2 separate regions of the Mus musculus genome follow, and region 1 is linked to region 2. A link is a contact called in public HiChIP or PLAC-seq data. All regions are on one chromosome and are shown on one strand. Each heading gives the region's core, a stretch centred on a gene start, on an enhancer-like site or on the middle of the called end of the contact. The rest is flanking DNA. Distances are from core to core; before and after follow the strand shown. Region 1 holds the start of Nppb (natriuretic peptide type B). Region 2 holds the start of 2510039O18Rik (RIKEN cDNA 2510039O18 gene).

What was found. HiChIP or PLAC-seq counts read pairs in DNA pulled down with a chosen protein or histone mark.
Region 1: a contact with region 2 is called in an H3K4me3 HiChIP or PLAC-seq map of embryonic stem cells, with 49 read pairs. The contact joins the promoter of Nppb here to the promoter of 2510039O18Rik in region 2. A contact is called at or near these places in 4 of 39 promoter capture datasets (cranial neural crest and embryonic stem cells), 6 of 484 Hi-C or Micro-C datasets (embryonic stem cells, nephron progenitors, pancreatic cancer cells and 1 more), 8 of 115 datasets of contacts at active chromatin or transcription factors (the 230-238 cell line, the HL-1 cell line, the NIH/3T3 cell line and 3 more) and 3 of 9 other capture datasets (adipose tissue, liver and pancreatic islet).

Annotation. Positions count from the first base shown.
Region 1 is chr4:147,983,117-147,987,707 of GRCm38.p6, forward strand. Nppb (natriuretic peptide type B) reads left to right here and starts at 2,784. Exons shown (of 3, transcript NM_008726.6): 1 at 2,784-2,985; 2 at 3,180-3,402; 3 at 3,846-4,089. The coding sequence starts at 2,860. The coding sequence ends at 3,862.
Region 2 is chr4:147,938,863-147,943,691 of GRCm38.p6, forward strand. It overlaps 2510039O18Rik (RIKEN cDNA 2510039O18 gene), which reads left to right and starts at 2,033. Exons shown (of 3, transcript NM_029841.3): 1 at 2,033-3,195. The coding sequence starts at 2,163.

The DNA of each region.
Region 1 (4,591 bases), core at 1,534-4,033, 45 kb after region 2:
AGCACCAGCTGCAGGAAGGGCTTGAAGGCATGTGCTCAAAAGTGAGGAGGTCAGAGGCTGTCTCCATAAACCGCTTTGTAGGAAGACGTAATGACTAGACAAAGACACTGAAGACTCCTTTCTGCTCAGCCCCCATTTCTGCACAGAGGTGGGGTCTACTTCCAGTTTCTTTGGAGTCACCTGGGTCTGTTTTAAACAATGGAAAAGGGTGGAGTAGACCCCACACTGATGCTAGGTCCAGACCATACAGGGCATTATCAGCAGCTGTGAGCTGCCATGTCGGTATTAGAAACTGATCCTCGATCCTCATTCGCCACCAGACAACTGACCTAACAGCCTGTGTCTGTTCTGCCTAAGAAAAGTCTTCAGGAGACTCCAGCAGCTGCTGGCACCAGGCCACACTCTGAAGAGGGACATCAAGTAGGAGTCCCACAGCAGAGGTCTACCAATCACCAGGACTGGAAGATGCAGTTGAAAGATGGTCACTACAAGCCACCAAGCTATGTGTGTCTCATGGCACCCTGAGTATGCCTCATGGACAGAGCTTGTGGCACAGTGCTTGCCCAACATGCACAAAGCCCCACGTTCAATCTTCAGCCAACATAAAACAGGCATGGTGGTACGCACCTGTAATCTGGGTGCTTGAGAAGTAAAGGCAGGAAGATACGGTAGTTTAGGTTAGCCTGGGCTACGAGACCCTGTCTCAAAATATGTACAGTCCGTTAAACAGAGCATTCAGGAGGTAGGAACAGGCAGATCTCTGTGAGTTCAAGATCAGCCTGGTCTACAAAGTGAGTTCCAAGCCACCTAAGGACTACACAATAAAACCCTGTCTCAAACAAGCAACAACAAAATAAGTGGATGCTGAAAGAGGGTGTCAGATCCCCTGGAACTGGAGTTGTAAGTAATTGTGAGCCACCATGTGGGCACGGGAACCAAACCTAGGTCCTCTAGAAGAGCAACCAGTGTTCTAAAGCACCTCAGCCATCTTCCAGCACTGGGGATTATTTTTATTGTGTTAGTTGAGGAGCGAAGACCCACTGTGGGTGGCCCCGATCCATGGATGGGGTTCTGGACTATATAAATGGAGAGAGAGAGAGAGAGAGAGAGAGAGAGAGAGAGAGAGGAATTTACTGCTCTCTGCTTCCTGATTGTGGGTGTTACATTACCAATGGCTTCAAGCTCCTGCCACACACAAGCCAGATGACAGGAATGGTGATAGAGATGTGGATAGTGGCTATCTCAGAGGAGAGATAAGCTCTATCAGGAACTTGGCTGGGGGTCCTTTGTATGACCTGTTAGCCAAGAATCTGGCTTTATTCTGCCTGTGTCCTGAGAATTTACTGAAACTGGACGTGGGGGTGGTAGGCTAATTGGTTTCTCAGAGGGAAATTGTGTGAGAAGGATTAGGATTAGGAGACAAATTCATGTGCAAGGAGAAGGGTTGAGCTAAGAGTGGAGATGGAGGCATTCTCTGCCTCTCCTAAACAATTGCTTAGAAGAGAGTGTGTGTTTCCCTTGGGTCAGAACACAGAATCTCATGCAAACATGGGTCCGAGAGGCCCAGAAGCTTGCAGAAGAACCTAACAGCTTTCTCCAAATGTGACTGGTTCTGGACTCATGATCTTCTAACTATCCCCTTTCTCCATCTCTGCCTTAACCCACTGCCACTCCTGGTCATTGTCCTTGACCAACCTGACAGTTGTTAGCACAGATTCTGCAGAAGGGATAGAGACACTGGGCGCACACCTGGGTGTATATGCCTCAGCTTCACTTCCTCAGAGTCTCAATTCTCATCTGAGTGGGAGGCTGGGTGCGTTGTGTGAGGGAGACGTCACTGTTGGCCGATCAGCTAAGAGAGAGCTGGGGAGAGGCCTTTCCCACACGTCTGGAGTCTAGGCACACTTTCTCTTCCACTCATGGTGGGGGAGGAGACTTTGGCACCCAGAGATGATGCCCCAGATGGCATGGCTACGTGACCTCATCTTTGGGTCAGACTCAAAATTCTATCCTAATCAGCTCTTCTTGTTAAGGGTCAGAAAGGAGGGTTGGAATTCCAGAAGTTCCTTGTCATATCCCAGCTTTTAATCAGTTGACACTGGAGAGTGAGCATCCTCAAGCTGAAATCTTCACAAGTTTTTGAGGGGGGTTGTTGGAAGGTGGGTATCAAAACCATTGTGTGAGCCACATAGCTCCTTCTGGCCTGGAAATCGGTTGAGGAGAGAGCTTGAAAGTTGGTGTGAAGTACACGTGTGGCGATCAGAACCACGGACAGCTACCAGAGTACCCGGAAGTAGTGCAGTCCAGCTAGGTGCTGGGAAGCCAGGCCGGGCCTGGATTACAGGTTTGGAGGACACTCTCCCCGGGAGGCTGGTGATGGTGGGTGTTGTTTGGGAATGTTTTCCATGAGTCACGCCATAAGCCCCACACTCGCCACAGGCTGGGAAAGCTGGGGCTCTCCCCGCCATTTCCAATAGGGGTGGGGCAGGATGTCATAGGCCCTCAGGCTCTGCATGAAAGAAGGGAGCAGGAAGCAAGGACTGTTAGTGTGTTCCGCACACCCCCACCCTAGCCCAGCCCATTTCTATACAAGGCTTGCTCTCCACAGCCTCCACCCACAATGAATACTCCACACAGGCACAGAGGGGTGAATTCTCAGGTCCTGAGCTCAGCCGGCAGGAATGCAGCTGATAAATCAGAGATAACCCCACCCCTACTCCGTGAAAAGGTCTGGCCGGACACTCAGCCCCAGTATAAAAGGCAGAGGCACCGTTGTTGAAGACACCAGTGCACAAGCTGCTTGGGGAGGCGAGACAAGGGAGAACACGGCATCATTGCCTGGCCCATCGCTTCTGCGGCATGGATCTCCTGAAGGTGCTGTCCCAGATGATTCTGTTTCTGCTTTTCCTTTATCTGTCACCGCTGGGAGGTCACTCCTATCCTCTGGGAAGTCCTAGCCAGTCTCCAGAGCAATTCAAGATGCAGGTGAGCACTGAGGGTCTGCCTGAAGGGTTTGGGAAGCGGCAATGAAAAGACCTCGAGTCCTTTGGGAATTAGCCATGTGAGAGTCAGCAAACTGAAAGATTGGGCAGCATATCTCTTAACTGATGAGCACTATGGAAGGATGGGGGATTCAGGTGTGTGTGTTTCTGACGTCTGGGCTCCCCAATCCATCACAGAAGCTGCTGGAGCTGATAAGAGAAAAGTCGGAGGAAATGGCCCAGAGACAGCTCTTGAAGGACCAAGGCCTCACAAAAGAACACCCAAAAAGAGTCCTTCGGTCTCAAGGCAGCACCCTCCGGGTCCAGCAGAGACCTCAAAATTCCAAGGTGACACATATCTCAAGCTGCTTTGGGCACAAGATAGACCGGATCGGATCCGTCAGTCGTTTGGGCTGTAACGGTGAGCACCTACCTTGCCACTTCCCTGCAAAGCTGCACACCCATCCCATCCCCGTGCATGCTACCCTTAGAGGCCCCTAGGTTTGCTATCTGGCATACTCCTGCAGCCTGTCAGGAAATATCACATGGGTTCTGCATTACATTCTCACAGGTCAGCACCTACCTTCCATCAGAGGGGTCACACGCTCTGAGGGAGCAGACTGCCTGATGTCTAATCACCCCTTCACAAGGCAGAAAGAGTTCTGAGCATTTCCCCTCAGGCAAAGGGCATGCCCAACCCACTTTACAGGAGAAACAGAGGCCCTGTGAGATAGCTTTTTCCAGAGCCTTAAACTTCGACATCATCTGGGGACTGAAGATGGGGGTGTGGTGGTGGTGGGGGACTCGGCACCTGCTTCAGTTTCACTTCCGAGTGTGACATTGCCCTGTCTCTCCTCCCCACAGCACTGAAGTTGTTGTAGGAAGACCTCCTGGCTGCAGGAGACTCCAGTTTCTGACTCTGCCTGGGTCTCTTTCCCCAGCTCTGGGACCACCTTTGAAGTGATCCTATTTATTTATTTATTTATATTTATTTTTATTTTTATTTTTTAATTTATTTTGTTGTTTTTCTACAAGACTGTTTCTTATCTTGGAGCACAAACTTGCCACAACATAATAAACATAGCGTATTTCCTGCTTTTGAAAAGGATTTGTGTCCGTGAGTTTCAATCTATCTCTTAGCTCTTTTACTTTGCTTTTGTTTATTTTGGTTTAAGATAGACCTGGCTGTCCTCAAACTCGCAGAGATCCACCTGCCTCTCCCACCAGAGTGCAGGGATCAAGGGCATGTACCACGGCTGCCCAGCTGGAACCCTCTCCTTTGAATGCCATGTATCACCGAAACTCAGCTGAGGGCCAAAGGTCCTCATGACTAGTAATGTCATGATTATCATCACTCCCATTTTATGGGCGAGAAAACTGAAATTCAGAAAAGCCAGGCCTCCTGGGACATGAGGGGACAGCTGAGTGGCTGGCACATCTGTTCTGGCTGGCTTGAGCAGAGCTCTGGAGAGTGTCTAATGGAGAGAGGGGACCGAGAGGTGGCTCTTCGTGTGATTTCTCATTTCGATCTTGTGTGCACTCAAGGCTGTGGATATCTAATGAAAGCAATGAGGGTTTTTTTTTTCTTTTTTAAAGTTGAGGTTTAAAAA
Region 2 (4,829 bases), core at 783-3,282:
TGGCTGCTGCCCAGATGTTGCCTCTAGTATTTCTAGTACGTGCTCCACGTGCAATGGACTGTTAAAGGCACAGGACTCCAATTTAATAGGAAACTGCTGGACAACTTCAGGATGGGAAGTTGTCCACACACAAACATGCATGCGGTTTCCTCCTGTCATCCATTAAAAAGTGGAGCTGGAGAGATGGTTCAGCAGTTAAGAGACTGGCAACTCACACGTGCCTGTAACTCCAGGGATCCCATACCATCTTCTGATTTGGACATACAACAATGTGCACATAGAGGCGTCAGCTCTCTCCTTCTACCACATAGGTCCTAGGTACAGAACTTAGGTCATCACACTTGCTGGCGAATGCTTTTACCTGCTGAGCCATCTTGCCATTAGATTTTTATTTTAACTTTAAGGTTCTGGGAAATCACTAGTGCTAGAGGAATATTCTGTTCTGAGCTAATAGTCTGCTAAAAAAAAAAGTGTGGTTGTTTTAGTTTGTTTTGAAATATGGTCTCACTGTGTAGACAGGCTAGCCTTGAACTTAGTAAAATCTACCTGCCCCTGCCTCTTGAAGAGTCAGATTAAAGATATGTGTACAACAACTGGCTAAAATGTGCTACTGAGCTCTGGGGTGTTTGTTTGCTTGCTTGCTTGCTTTAGTTTTTCTTTTTCTTTCTTTTTTTTTACACTGTAGCTGTCTTCAGACATTCCAGGAAACGGCATCAGATTTCATTACGGATCCCACCATGTGGTTGCTGGGATTTGAACTCAGGACCTTTGGAAGAGCAGTCGGTGCTCTTAACCGCTGAGCCATCTCACCAGCCCACTTTAGTTTTTCAAGACAGGGTTTCTCTGTGTAGTCCTGGCTGTCCTGGAACTCTGTAGACCAGGCTGGTCTCCAACTCCGAGAATTACCTGCCCTGCCTCTTAAATGCTAAGACTAACAGCATGTGCCACCACTGCTGGGCTCTTAGCATTCATTTTTGTGTGAAAATAAAAATGGGTAAAAAGCTGGACAAATGCCTTTGATTCTAGGGACTGGGGATGCTGAGAAAGGATCTTTTGGGCCTAGGAATTGTTTGAAGTCCAGTCTGGACAACAAAGGAAAGATTCTGTCTCAAAGATAAATAAAAATAAAAATCAAATCAAAACAGGACGAGCATTCTTCCAATGCGACACTGGCTTGCCACCTCAGCATACAGTTTTCTGTCTGCCTACAACCCACTAGAAGCCACCTTAAGTGACCGTTCAATTGTCAACTGTGAATTTGCAACAGCCCGTCTGGCTCTGGATTGCCCAGAATCCAAAGTGAAAACAATCGCCCACTGTCTACCTAGAATTCAAAGTGGAAACAACCACCCCACTGTCTGCTCCAGTGCTCCCAATGAATTCCGCCCCCCTCGCCCTTCCCCCCATATGGATGCTCCGGGTCTTGTCAAAGTATGAGATCTTAATGTTTCGCGTTATTTAATGAGTTAAAACTCAAGATTGACATCAAGAAAACTACTTGCTGTGTTCAAGAAACAGGCTGGATTTATGTCCCACTCTGGTGTACTCGCAGCCAGGCAGGTTTGAAACGCTGCCAACAAAATATTTCCTAGGAAATAATTTTTCAGTGGCTACCCTTCCTCCTCCTCTTCCTTCCCTCCTCCCTCCACTTCATTCCTCCCTGTCTCCTTCCCTTCTTTCTTTCCTTCCATTTACCCCCATGTCTTTTCTTCATTCAGTTAAATATAGTTTACAGAAACAGTACGTTCTTATTTTTTAACTTTAGGGCTGTTGAAACCATCAGCAGCAAACGAGGCGCAGCACATGTTGGGTTTGGCTTGCTCTCTGACTTTCTTTTCTTGCTCTCTTTTTTCCAACAAGCCGTTTGGACTCCTGCCCACACTCTTCCCTTCCCCACCCCGCCCCTCAGTCCAGGCCCCGCCCCCAAGGAGACCCCGCCCCCTCTCCAAATCCCGCCCCTGGCCGCTTTTCCACCTTGTCGCAAAAGACTCAGCGACGCCTTACGGCCGGTGGCGTTTGACGTCTAGGAGGCAACCAAGAAGAAGGAGGAAGCGGTGAAGGTGTCTGCTGGGGTGGCTGCGGCGGGCGTTGAGGAGGGCGCGGCGACGCGGCCCGGGGAGTGAGCGGCGGCGGCCGGGCGGGCAGGTTGGGCGGCGGGCCCGATGTGGCTGCAGCAGCGCCTGAAGGGGCTGCCGGGGCTGCTGTCGAGCAGCTGGGCCCGCCGCCTCCTCTGCCTGCTCGGCCTCTTGGTGCTGCTCCTGTGGTTCGCGAGCTCCGGGGCGCGGCGGGCGGCGGGCGGCCTGCACCTGCCGTCCTGGGCCCGCAGCGAGCCGGGCGCCGCCGAGCCGTCTGCCTGTCTGGAGGCGGCCACCCGCGCGTGGCGCGGCCTGCGTGATCGCGGCGAGGCGGTGCCGCTTGGCCCCGGGGTGCCAGCCCTGGTGGCCAACGGCTTCCTGGCTCTGGACGCCTCCAACAACCGGCTGTGGGTGACGCCCGGAGAGCGGGAGCCTGCCGTGACGCCGGACTTCGTGCCCTTCGTGCAGCTACGCCCGCTGAATGTGGTGGCCGAGGCTGGAGAGGCGGTGCTGCTTCTGCGGGAGGGCCTGCTGCGCCGAGTGCGCTGCCTGCAGCTGGGGACCCCGGGCTCGGGCCCTGCCGCTGGTGTCCCCGGGCCCGCCTCGGCCTCCGGGCTCTCCGCGGGGTCGGGCCGGGACTGCGTGCTACTGCAGGAGGACTTCCTGGCGCACCGAGGCCGACCCCACGTCTATCTGCAGCGCATCCAGCTCAACAATCCCACGGAGCGCGTGGCCGCGTTGCAGACTGTGGGGCCCACCGCAGGCCCAGTCCCCAAATCCTTCACCAGCACCCTGGAGAAGGTCGGAGATCACCAGTTTCTCCTCTACTCGGGCCGGTCCACACCCCTTCCATCGGGGCTGGTGCACTTGGTCGTGGTGACCTCTAAGAAGTTAGTGAACAGGCTCCAGGTGGCTCCCAAGACACAGCTGGACGAGACGGTGCTGTGGGTGGTGCACATCTCTGGTCCCATCCACCCCCAGGTGCTCAAAAGCAAAGGAGCCAAGGAGCTCAAGGCGCTGCAGGACTTAGCACGGAAGGAGATGCTGGAGCTGTTGGAGATGCCCGCCTCGGAGCTGCTTCAGGATCACCAGTACCTCTGGGCCCAGCTCTTCAGTCCCGGTGAGGCCTCGTTGCGGGCTTGGTGCCCAGCCACCACTTGACGTCCGTGTGCATACTGTCCACTTTAGTGGTGTCCCCCCATGCTCGGTGGTGGTCACACAGAGGGTTGCAACTTGGCCTTGATGTTCAACGGTTGGCTCTTCTTAAACACTTTGAAGCTATATGATCTTGGCTCTGTGGTCTTAGCTTTTTGAGCCATAACAGTAAGTTTTATAAGGTTTTAGTGGAGGTTTGAGTGTACACGTTCAGTTTTATTGTCTGTTCTTGGCCTTGAGGCCTGACCTGAGCTGGTGGAGGGGTTTGGTTTGTGAGGGGGAGAGAGTCAGTTTGTAAAGAAGAAACCATCAGGGAGATGCAGAGGCACTCTGTTTTGGCCACCGGAACTTGTTTCTGTCTGACTTCAGCTTCTGACATTTGAGACTAAGATTCACCTTGCCACTGTAGTGGCAGTGCTAATTAATGCCAGAATGCTGGAGACTTCCTCCAGTGCGTGAATGTGCAGGCAAAGCGAAAACTTTCTTAAAAAAAACAACAGCAAAAAACAAAAACCTCTTATTTATTCTTTGGAAATGAAAACCTTTCCTGTCAACTGTTTAAGAAAAGAAATACAATCCACAGTCAGTACTGAGTTTTGGTTTTCAGGGTTACAGTTACCATCACTCCCCTATGGTTGTGCAGAGAGAGTTTTGTTCAGTCAAGAGGTATCTCCCTGGCGGGGCAGTGGTGCCTTACGCCTTTAATCTCAGCACTTGGGAGGCAGAGGCAGTTGGAACACTGTCTCAAAAACAAAAAACAAAAAAAAAAAGTAGCTGTAGACCAGGCTGGCCTCAAACTCAGAAATCCACCTGCTTCTGCCTCCCAAGTGCTGGGTTTAAAGGCGTGCGCCACCACTGCCCGGCTGGCAAGCAAGTTTTATCCACGAAGTGCTTGCTTTAGTCTGGTTTGGGAGAAGACAGGAACATGAACATTTTAAGAGGGACAACTCTGGAAAGCTCTGTGAAGAACCTGGATTGTGTAGTACTGGCAAGGGTATGGGGTGGGAGGGCCACCCCTCTGCTCCCTGGTATAGAGACACTCAGTTAGGCCTGAGTGGCAAGAAGCAGCCAGTCATGTGACCAGAAAGAGGGCATTCAAGGCTGGAGACTGCCCTAAGCAGGTTAAGCCAGGTGCTGAGCAGGATCAGGGCGGTGTGAACTTGAAGCCTTGAGGAAGGACCAGGAGTTTATTCTGAGATGGGAGAATGGGAATGAGCAGAGTATACACTAAGGGGAAATAGGTACATAGACAGGGCAAGGGGGTCTTGGGAGCCCAAGGGCAGGAGGAGACATCCCAGTCATGACATGGACATAGAAGTGGTGGGTCTTGGTGTTTTGGAGGGAGGACTGTTAGGCAGTGGTTTGTCTGTGGGAAGCGAGACCTGGAGGGCAGCTCCCTGATTTGGGGTTGTGAACAGTTCACCCTAAGTCAGTTGTGCCTGTCAGATACCCAGGTGCAGATGCTGAGGGGGGTGATGAGCCCCATGAGTCTAGACTCATTTTAATAGGGGGCCATGTCACTTAAAGCCACAGTGCTGAACCAGGTTAGGGTGCTTTCAGGCTGTAATCTAGCACTCCAGGAGAGTGAGGCAGGAGGAT